Linked DNA regions of Sus scrofa: regions 1 and 3 are each linked to region 2. Evidence: chromatin contacts called from public Hi-C and HiChIP or PLAC-seq data. All regions are on one chromosome and are shown on one strand. Each heading gives the region's core, a stretch centred on a gene start, on an enhancer-like site or on the middle of the called end of the contact. The rest is flanking DNA. Distances are from core to core; before and after follow the strand shown. Region 1 overlaps CREM (cAMP-responsive element modulator). Region 2 holds the start of CREM (cAMP-responsive element modulator). Region 3 overlaps CREM (cAMP-responsive element modulator).

Region 1 (3,169 bases), core at 122-2,621, 63 kb after region 2:
CAATTTTATATAAAATATCAAGTGGTAAATTGTTTAAATAACTTGTGGTATTTTATTTCATTGCAGCTGCCACTGGTGACATGCCGACTTATCAGATCCGAGCTCCGACTACTGCTTTGCCTCAGGGAGTGGTGATGGCTGCCTCTCCGGGAAGCCTGCACAGCCCCCAGCAACTAGCAGAGGAGGCAACACGCAAACGAGAGCTGAGGCTAATGAAAAACAGGTAAGACATTTCGTGAGAAACCGCAACCACTTAGGGGTTATAATTTATTATCGTGGGGCTTTTTAAAAACTGCTTATCCTCAGCTATTTCTCCCAAGTTTTGTGTTTTGTGGCATTTTGTGTGGGTTTGTGCTTTGTGTGTGCTGCTGGTAGTCTTCTAATCAGAGTTTCAGCCATGAAACTACTTTATCAGCAGGAGGTATATCCTTATACATTTTAGGCTAATGTCTAAAAGGTACATTAATTTTTTTAATGATAATGGAAGGACTTTATTACAAATATTCATTTTGTACTCGGTATTTGCTTTGTGAAGTAGGTGATAAGTGTAGTTTTTTAAAATTTTATTTTATGGCCACATTCGTGGTATATGGAAGTTCCCAGTCCAGGGATTGAATCCTGGCCATATTTATGGCAGTGCTGGATCCTTTAACTCCCTAGGCCCGGCCAGGATCAAACCTGCACCTCTGCAGAGACCCCAGTCACTGCAATTGGATTCTTAACCCACTGAGCCACAGTGGGAACTCCTGATAAGTATAATTTTTTAGCTTCTTTTAAGCAGAATAAATTGGAGGTGAGTTTAGATTTTTCTATGTCCATTACATGTAGTTTTATCTGTTTTGTAACTTTGTTTTTTCTCTATTATACTGAGAAAAAAACAAAATTTTCCATATCTAGTCTGAAAAATTCTGGCTGAGTACCAATACAAAGCAAGAGGAAGAAATAAAATTACCCGCAGCCCCGGCACAGAGAGAGAGACACCTCCTACGGCACGTACACTTCTGGTTCCCTGTCTCATTTTCTCACACATTTCATTGGCTAGAAATAGCTAAGAGAATCCCTAGCTGCATGGGATTCTGAGAAGGGTCTATGTTAGCTTCCAGATTTCAGTTTCAGAGCAGAGCAAGAGAGAAGCAGATGATAAATGGCTACTAGATCGCTCAGTGTCTGTTGAGCCGGTTTTCAGCGATTGTGGCTTCCATTTCTTTAGCTTGCACGTGACTTGCACATGAGAACAGGTCTGGTTATTCTCCTTACTTCACAGAGGAGGAACTGAGGCTCAGAGAGGTCAGGTAACAAGCTGATTAAGATCACGCAGCCCAAACTGGACAGAGCCTGGAACTAGAAGCAGGCCGTCTTTACCCAGAGGCCACACTGTGCCACACAGGAGTCACCTTGGAGACACAGCGGGGTCAGCTGCAGATTTAGCTTCCCAGAGAGTGTGTTGGATTTATTCATTAACGTGAAAGACCTCTCATGCGTTCTCTTTTTGGAAGGAATAAATTATTTGGCTGGCATTCATAATAGATACTGAAGTGTATTTCTCCGACCCAGCAACAGCCTTTATTTCTCTACCAACCTGCTCAGCTTTTCCACTTTGCTGTGTATTTCCTCCCCATGCTAAGGAGGCATCCAGACCCATGCAAGCCCTGAAGACCGAGCTCACTATTAATAGAAGAAACAGGTGTTTTCCATCGCTCAGGCCTCCTTAGGAATGTGACCGTCCAGAGCTCTGTGCTTAGAGCATTTTGACTCGTGACTTGCAGGCAGGCACATGAAATATGGAGTCTGGGTATTTACAGTAAATAGTACAGCTTGGTAAATAAGATTTTAAAAATTAGACATCCCGCCACACTGCTCTTCAATATTTAAAACTTTGTTTAATGGTTAACCTGTTGTGTAAAGAGACTGTCTTCCTTCCAGATCTAGAATTTAATAGAATGATTCCATCATGAAACCTTCGGTGTTTTAGTTCCTCTGTAGAAGAGCTGAATTACATTCCCAAACTGACAAATGTTTACGTGTACTTGGATTTATTCTTGACTTTGCCCCACGCATCATTGACATTGAGTTCATCTTTTTAAATCAGACTCGGTTCACTTTTACACTGTCAATTTTTCTGAGCCCCGGTGGAGAAGTCGGAGAACCTTGTGAGTTTACAGGGTGACGGCATTGTTCTCGGCTGGGAAGCAGGGCTTGAGCTTTTCCTGCAGTTCATTGGGATTTCAAGACCTCTCCTCTGCAGAGAAAACACTGATAACCAGCTGTTAGTGAGGGTGAGCTATCCTAAAAATAAAGCAGAACGGGCCAGATGTGGTGCACATGTCCCTCCTGGTTCAGAGTTAGAGCATTCAGCACACCTTTGTTGATGTATGTTTAAGTTATCTATTGCAATGCAGGCTTTTTGCTGTGATGAGTAGCCCAAAGGCAGTTATTGTCAAGGGTATACTCCAAAATAAAGCTGTTATCAGAGGGTATATTCTACAGAGGAGTTAAACCGTGCAGTTACCACCCCCCCTCTCACCCACCCCACCCCCCAAAAAAGGAGCAAGAGCAAATGTCTGTATCTGTTGGTTTGGGCGGGGTTATGCGTGGAGATGACTAACTCGGCTCATCTGTTTATTCGTGTGCGCTGCTTTGGCTGCTGGTCTGGGCTTTCTTGGGGCGCATCTGCAATGCTTTAAATCCCAGGAATCGGTTAGCGGATGTGTGTCTCGTAACATCCTTTCCCTGATTTCTGCTGTGGCGTCCCACGTGCCCGGGTTGCCATTGTCTGAATTTCTGACCCCGTGTTCTGTACCCTCCCTTCTTTCCTTCTGTAGTTGTCAGAAGCAGAGTCCCTTTTGTTTCGGTTCTGGTTTTTGAAACTGTGCATGATTTGCTTATTGTTATCCATATTGTTTTCTAGCTGATCAACTGTTGCTTGCAGTCATGATTGTTGTACTGATTTAGTCTTGAAGAGTCAAAATCTCCAACATCGACATTTCAGGCTTCTAAGGATTCATTTTTCTAATCATTTTTTATTTTTAAATCAAGTTAGCTCACTGTGATGGAAGGTATGGCTTTTGGTGGACCCAAATAAGAGACCTGGAAAGATCTGTACATGTGTTTGTAGCAGTTCCGCTTGGGGTGGTGGTCCTGTTGTTCTGGTTACTGAGAAGCTTCTGGT
Region 2 (3,586 bases), core at 742-3,241:
CCACTGAGCAAGGCCAGGGATCGAACCTGTAACCTCATGGTTCCTAGTTGGATTTGTTAACCACTGAACCACGATGGGAACTCCAGATTTTACAATAATCTTAAAGCATAAATATGAGAAACTGAAAAATCAGTTACTGGCATTTCTAATCAAATGCTTGAATTGTTTGCAAGGGATGACCCTGAAAGGTAGGTGATTTGCCTCAGGAGCTCAAGCTTCTATTGGAATCCTGTGCTGTGTGCTGGGAGAATTACACCGCAACCCAACGCCCCCAAAATATCCACATCCTAATTCCTGCAAACTGTGAACATATTAGGTCACATGGTAAAGGGGAATTAAGGTGGCTAATTCCCTGGTTTTGAGATGAGGAGATTATCCTGGCTTGTCCAAGTGGGCCCAATGAACTCACAAGGGTTCTTATAAGTGGAAGAAGGAAACAAAAGAAAGAATCAGGGAGATGGCAGCAAAAGAAGGACTCAACCAGCTATCGCTGGCTTTAAAGAAGGAGGCAAAGGGCCATGAGCCAAGGAATGCGGATGGCCTCTAGAAGGTGGAAAAGACAAGGAGATCGATGATTTCCTGATATTACCCCATAGAACTTTTAAGTCATCTGTTTTAAGCCGCTAAATTTGCGGGAATTTGTCATAGCAGCAAAAGGAAACTCCATGTACCTTTCCTGCCTTCTCTCTTCAGATCCCAGGTACTCTGTCACTCTGTCAAGAAGAGCAGGTACTCTTCCCCCTGCTCTCAAGGATTTGATATGACATTTATATCACAGTGTGTGTTGATGTAGCAGCCATACTTACATTTTAAGCCCTTGGTCTAAAGGAATCTAACTATAAAGACTGTATACTTTGGTAAAGGAAATTTCAGAATAAACAAGTAGGTAAGGAAGAACAATGTTTTTGAGTGATTACGATTTCCCCCAAATCACTTGAAGTTCAAAATCTGTTCCTCCAGCACATGGTCAACCTTGACCAAAAGGAAAGTTAGGATTTTTCGGTTTTAGCAGTCTAGACTTTTTTCTTCTCTTTACGATAACTCCTTTTTTTCTGAGCTAAAATGAGCTACATTGATTACTTAGAGACATTCTTTTTGTGTCAACACACACAAAAGAGATTTGGTTAACTTCTAAATTTAACTTAAAAAAATTAATTTGGCAATGTCCCTCATTAAGAAGCTAATTTTTATAAGGAAGTGGAGACAGGCATTGCCCATCGCTCTAGAAGGAGGAATTTCAGAATTCTGCCAATGGGGAAAGAAAGACGTGAACTTACCAGGTTTTTATCCTCTTATCTCTGCTAGTACACATTACAGCTGAGAGTAGTTCGGGATGACCATAATCTAGCATTGAACAGTTCAGAATTTTCCTCTACTGGGAGAACTCCACTGGAATTCTAATATTTCACAAAGCTTCCCTTTTCCTCCTGCGCTACGTGGATTATGCTTTTATTTTCTTTTCTCAGCAACTTTTCAAGCAGTGTCCTTGACGAAGGTTCCCGGTGTGACCTGCTCCTAAGAGTGGGTGTACAAAAGATGACCGTCTCTCCTACTGTAAAGCCCCGGGTTCCAAGTGAACGAAAATGAAACTCCTCTGTTCCAGACCTGGGCTTCAGCTATTCAGCTTTCCTCTCCTCCGTCACATCGCAGGTAGGGACAGCGCTGTGTCCCCGCGCAGACTAGGTCGCCGGGGAGGCGGCAGAGGGTAGGGCCTCCGGGGCTCGCGTCCGGCGACATCGAGGTGAGGTCCACAGGATGCTCTCGCGGGCCTCTGCTGGCGGCTGAGCTCGCCCGGACAGGTGACCGACACACAGAGGCCTGGAAAACCTTGATTACTCTCCAATTGATTGGCTTCCGGGAGCAGGCTCCGCGAAGCAGCTTCCGGCTTCCGGGCCGCGCCTTAGGCCACGCCCCAAACTTGGGCCTCCTCCCCACCCACCCTACTTCCTCCTCCCGGCCCCGCCCCTAAGCTCTGGCTCACCTCCATGCCCCGCCTCCCACTAGGCCCCGCCTCTCATGCCTCCCCTTCCCCACCCCGTTCTATTCAATTGTTGGATTGTCTGCGCCGCACTCCCGCCGGTGGCCGGCAGGGGGCGGGGTTCGAGCGTGGATTTCCCCCGGCGTCCCCGGGGAAGGGGCAGGCGCTGCGCGGCGCGGAGCCGGGCGGGCAGGCGACGCGAGGCCGCGTTGGGTCGCGCTCGGCGGGGAGGCAGCAGCGGCAGCATCAGCGCTGACGTGGGGCGACGTGGGACGGCGCCGGTCCCGGTGGGGCTCTTCGTCCCACCTCCTCGCGTCCGTAAGCAGTGACGAGGCCCGCTACGTAAATCGCTTCGCAGCGGGTAAGTGGAGCGCCGGCCGGCGGGGCCCGCGGAGCCTGAGGCGGAGGCGCTGGCGCCTGAGCGGGGGCGGGGCGGGTAGCGCGGGCGGTCCCCGCCGTTTGCCCCGCGCACCCGGCGGGCGCTTTCGGAGGGGCCAACGCTCCTGCTCCGAGGGAGGGGAGGCCGCGCAGGGCGGGCGGGCCCGCCAGGCGGCTCCCTCCGCTCCCCTCGCTCGCCCCAGTCGCCGCCTCCCGGTCCTCGCGGCCGGAGACCGAGCGAGCGGGATGCGGTCGCGGTGCTGCTGGAAGGCGCACGTCCCCCGCGCCCCCTTTGCGCCGGGACCGGCCGGCCTGGCGCGATCCCCGGAGCCGGAGCTGTGAGCGCCGCGCCTCCTCCGACGTCTTCCCAGCTGTCCCGAGTGTGAGCCGCTCACGCTCCCCGCACGGCCCGGGAAGCCGCTGCCGGCCCTGGGTTGAGCGATGCTGACCCTCGGGACCAGCCTCGGTCCCCACCCGGTATCCGGAGGCTCACACCAGTGGTTTCCGAACTCCTCTGCCTTTCCTGCCTAATTCGCCCGGCTGCAGCCGCCCTCCCTAGAAAAAAATACTAACCGAGATGCGCAGGGCCAGAGGTCCCCGATGTGAAGGTCGTGTTAGATTACTTTAATAACTCGTGCTCTGTAGTCTTTCCCTGGGGGTACCACCACATTTTTCTCCTAGTCTTGATCCTCCTTTTGGATAACACGCTGCTTTCCCTTCATAAGTCACAGTCTTTGAATTTTTTAACTTCGGAACTTTTTCTCCCCCAAGAAAGGCAAATTGCAAAAAATGTGTTTTGGCCAACTAATGCTAAGTAGTAAACACTGATGTTTAAAGAGCTGCTGATTGATCCAAAGACAACTTTTTAAAAGATATTTAAATGGTTTTGAACCTGGATGAGTATAAACACTGAACGCATTGTCATGTTAAGTGTTGGTAAAGACACAACAGTTTTGGTGCGTCGGTAAATAGTTCAGTGTAAGCACGTGCTTTGCCCAGTGACTTGCTGGTCCACCTGGGGTCGTTTTGGTGAGTGTGAAGCTGTAATTACACGTGTGTTTTCTGTACATATTTTGTAAGAGTGAGTGAATAAAATTTTTTGAATGTGTAAACACAGAGGAGCTCTTTAGTCTTTTTGTCTTCGCATTATCTCAGAAGGTTAATGAAGTGGTGAATTCAGCAAATTCCAGACTCCGTAGACTGCTTTTGTTTGCTACCGAGGCGAATCAT
Region 3 (3,533 bases), core at 921-3,420, 45 kb after region 2:
ATGTTGTGTCTCCTGAAATATTATGCTATCCTTGTATATTATGTAACCTAAAAAGTTTCCACCTCACATCTTTTGAATATGCACACATACCCACAAAACCTATTTCTGGTATCCTGAAGCACTGGGAAATCTTATTTATTGTCAGCTGTGGGGTGACATTTTGAATGAGAAGGTCCTCTGTTGTTTGATAATGCCCAAATCAAGAGTGCCTTGGGTACAAAAAATGAAAGTTAGGTTAAAGACCAAACTCATCAGTAGGAACTTTTTCTCCCTAGACCCAGCTTCTGTGTGCATGTGCATGGTGTGTATGTGTGTTTTGTTTTCCACACCAGAAATAAACTTAGGAGTTTCCGTCGTGGCTCAGAAGTAATGAACCTGACATTGCTGTGGCTGCGGCATAGGCCAGCAGCTCCAGATCCGATTCCACCCCTGGCCTGGGAACTTCCGTATGCCGCAGGTACAGCCCTTAAAAGAAGACAAATAAATAAATAATAAGAGGAACAGATTCTTGGATATATCAGCTTTTCAGAGTATAAAAGCAAAAATGTTTGGTTGGAAATATGGGGAAATACTGGAAAAAAAAAAAAAGGGATCTTTATTTCATGGTTCTTATCCCTAGAAGCAACTACTCTCCCCTCCGATTTTTTTAACTAATCCAAAAACTTGATAGTTGTGTTGTCAATATTGGAAAATTAAGGTTTGGGGTTTTTTTGTTTGTTTTAGGAAACAGAAAAAGTAGCCTTAGTGGCCAGGAAAAGAGGGGACACAACAGGCTAGTACCTCAAGGACTGTGCCCTGGAAAATAATTTATAGTTTAAAACCATTCTTCATTTAACTCTTCTAGATTAACATGCGGCTTAAGTTGTTTTTATATATTCCGTCTTGAAGAAATGCTAGCCATGCATTCATTGTATTTACTGAGTGCCTGCTATCTGCTAGGCTTTGTGCTTCTTAACATTGCGGTTCCACTGCCTATGTCTTTCTGTTTTTTTTAGTTTTTTAATTTGTTTTGTCTTTTTAGGGCGGCACCAGTGGCATATGGAGGTTCCCAGGCTAGGGGTCCAATTGGAGCTGTAGCCACCGGCCTACACCACAGCCACAGCAACACCAGATCCTAGCCGAGTCTGCAACCTACATCACAGCTCACAGTGACGCTGGATCCTGAACCCACTGATCGAGGCCAGGGATCGAACCTGCATCCTCATGGATCCTAGTCAGGTTCGTTAACCGATGAGCCAGGACAGGAACTCCCTATGTCTTTCTAAAGCACTATTTCTGTGACATCAAACTTTCGACTTGAAGATAGGCACTCAAATAATATGATAACATGAAATTCCTTCATGTCCAGCCTTGAAGATCCAAGGAAGCAATATCCCCTCTTCTTCAGATTTCTCTCAAACCCTCTTATTATTAAGGGGTGAGTCCTGAGACCCTTGAAATATTTAGAGAATCATGGTGAAATCTTATTTTTAAAATGTGTGCAAAGAATATAACGCTCAAGATGAGCCAGACAAAGTGGGATTACCTCAGAGTTTCTCAACCGCTGTGCTATTGACATTTGGTAACTTATTCTTCAGTTTCTGTCAATCATATAGCAGCCTGCCAACGAACTAGAATCAGATGGTGCCTCTGTGTTGAAATCCTTTTAAAAATGTTAACCCATCTTGCTGTAATGACCCCAGATCCTTAGGTCAAAGAACTGGAGATTTGTTGTTATTGTTATTCTTTCCAATAGTTGTGACAGGTTTATTCGATCATCACTTAAGTGGTCCTTTGCTTAAGTACTGTTACAAAGTTAGGGAGTGACTCAGAAATATTCAGAATATACTTTAGACGCTACTACGCGATTCCTGTAAGGCATTTACATTGATTTATAGATGTTGTGTTATTCTGATTATGTGTTATTTTTATCTCCATTGTAAAGTCTAGTTAGCTATTTTATATGTTTTTTTTTTTTTTTAGGAATAGTCCTTGGTTCCACTTAATCTCTAGTATTTAAACTAAAACATACTATAACTTTATGTTAAAGTATATAGAACTCCCAGACATTTAACACACTACCTATTTGTCTATTAGAGTGAAATTTTAAAACATTAACATTCGATCAATTATTCTTTTGAAACTTTCTGTTAATATATAAACTTTTAAACATGACTGGCAAGTCTCAGTGTTTAAAGGCAGTCCACCTAATATTTGTTACCATTAGCTACAGCTATTCAAGACATTTTGTGGAGGTCAATACTGTAGCACAAATTCTTTCAATACAGTTACCTTTTAGGGTTCTTTCCAACCTAATATTTTATATTTCAGAGTTCTCCTGGCATAGTCAAAATGATAAAGGTTACAGTTTTGTAGACTTGAGCTTCGAAACATACATGTTAATCATATACATATGTATTCCATTGAAAGCTACTTTCTTTTGATGATAAATTAGACAAGTAGCTGAATGAAGGTACAAATTCATTATGGTTATAATCCTCAATGGAAGCTAACTGACCATTTATTAAATAATAGAATAATGTTTATACCTAAAGATAGATGAAAGAATGGAAAAATTTTAAAAATGGACTTTCTCCCTGTCTACATCTTCATTCTTCCTCGTAAATAATTAAGTTGGATGGATGCCAGGGAGAAGGACAACTCCATGAGTTTTTGGGGTTTTTTTTTGGTTTGTTTGTTTTCACTTTAGGGCTGCATCTGCCGGCATATGGAAATTCCCAGGCTAGGGGTCAAATCAGAGCTGCAGCTGCCAGCCTATATCACAGCTGTAGTAATGTGGGATCTGAGCTGCATTTGCAACCTACACCGAAACTTGCAGCAATGCCATATCCTTAACCCACTGAGTGAGGCCGGGGATCGAACCTGCATCCTCACGGATACTAGTCGGCTTCTTAACCTGGTGAGCCACAATGGGAAATCCCATGAGTTTTATGTATTTGAGCAGTTCTGAAACATAAGGTATTTTCAAGTGTTTTGAGCTTTTTCAGAGTGTTGTCCAATGAAAGGAGGATATCTTTATCCATTCTGCCTAGAGAACTAAGAGTAACTTGAGAGTGAGAAGCTTTGGTCATTAAATAGATCCAAAGTATATTCTTCCAATGTGGGATTATTAAAAATGAATCTTGAAATTCTCTAATATTTCTTTTCTTTTTCTGTTAAGTTGCTATAGCCCAAGGTGGAACAATCCAGATTTCTAACCCAGGATCTGATGGTGTTCAGGGACTGCAGGCATTAACAATGACAAATTCAGGAGCTCCTCCGCCAGGTGCTACAATTGTACAGTACGCAGCACAGTCAGCTGATGGCACACAGCAGTTCTTTGTCCCAGGCAGCCAGGTGGTGGTTCAAGGTATATGTCATTCATCTAATGCATTTAGAATATCTGTGGGTTATGATAGCTCACCATTTAGTGGTGATTTCATAGTTTTCTGAAATATACAGGTGGTAGATTTTTTTGGTTGGGGGAGAGGGAGCACTTTAAAAGGTTTAGAGGAGAAATATTGTAGTATATTAAACAAGTTAAATTATACAAT

Evidence for each region. A called contact is a pair of places that touch in the nucleus more often than the background predicts. HiChIP or PLAC-seq counts read pairs in DNA pulled down with a chosen protein or histone mark.
Region 1: a contact with region 2 is called in an H3K27ac HiChIP or PLAC-seq map of skeletal muscle. The contact joins the enhancer-like site here to the promoter of CREM in region 2. A contact is called at or near these places in 2 of 5 promoter capture datasets (fetal liver and liver), 28 of 47 Hi-C or Micro-C datasets (adipocytes, adipose tissue, alveolar macrophages and 15 more) and 2 of 2 datasets of contacts at active chromatin or transcription factors (alveolar macrophages and skeletal muscle).
Region 3: a Hi-C map of liver shows a contact between it and region 2, with 2.2 times the contacts expected there. The contact joins the enhancer-like site here to the promoter of CREM in region 2. A contact is called at or near these places in 2 of 5 promoter capture datasets (fetal liver and liver), 23 of 47 Hi-C or Micro-C datasets (adipocytes, alveolar macrophages, blood and 11 more) and 2 of 2 datasets of contacts at active chromatin or transcription factors (alveolar macrophages and skeletal muscle).

What each region holds. Positions count from the first base shown.
Region 1 is chr10:57,891,035-57,894,203 of Sscrofa11.1, forward strand. It overlaps CREM (cAMP-responsive element modulator), which reads left to right. Exons shown (of 8, transcript XM_021064986.1): 7 at 67-223. Among named protein-coding and RNA genes, the nearest start is that of CREM, 63 kb to the left of the region's middle. Within about 2 kb of position 1,372, at least 11 of the 83 cell types and tissues checked have an H3K27ac peak or open chromatin away from gene starts, as enhancers often do. A contact at or near this core is called in fetal skeletal muscle and skeletal muscle, where this site is marked.
Region 2 is chr10:57,827,532-57,831,117 of Sscrofa11.1, forward strand. CREM (cAMP-responsive element modulator) reads left to right here and starts at 1,992. Exons shown (of 8, transcript XM_021064986.1): 1 at 1,992-2,339. CUL2 (cullin-2) reads right to left here and starts at 1,857. Exons shown (of 21, transcript XM_021064983.1): 1 at 1,278-1,857.
Region 3 is chr10:57,872,306-57,875,838 of Sscrofa11.1, forward strand. All of the region lies in intron 5 of CREM (cAMP-responsive element modulator), which reads left to right. Among named protein-coding and RNA genes, the nearest start is that of CREM, 45 kb to the left of the region's middle. Within about 2 kb of position 2,171, at least 3 of the 83 cell types and tissues checked have an H3K27ac peak or open chromatin away from gene starts, as enhancers often do. A contact at or near this core is called in fetal liver and liver, where this site is marked.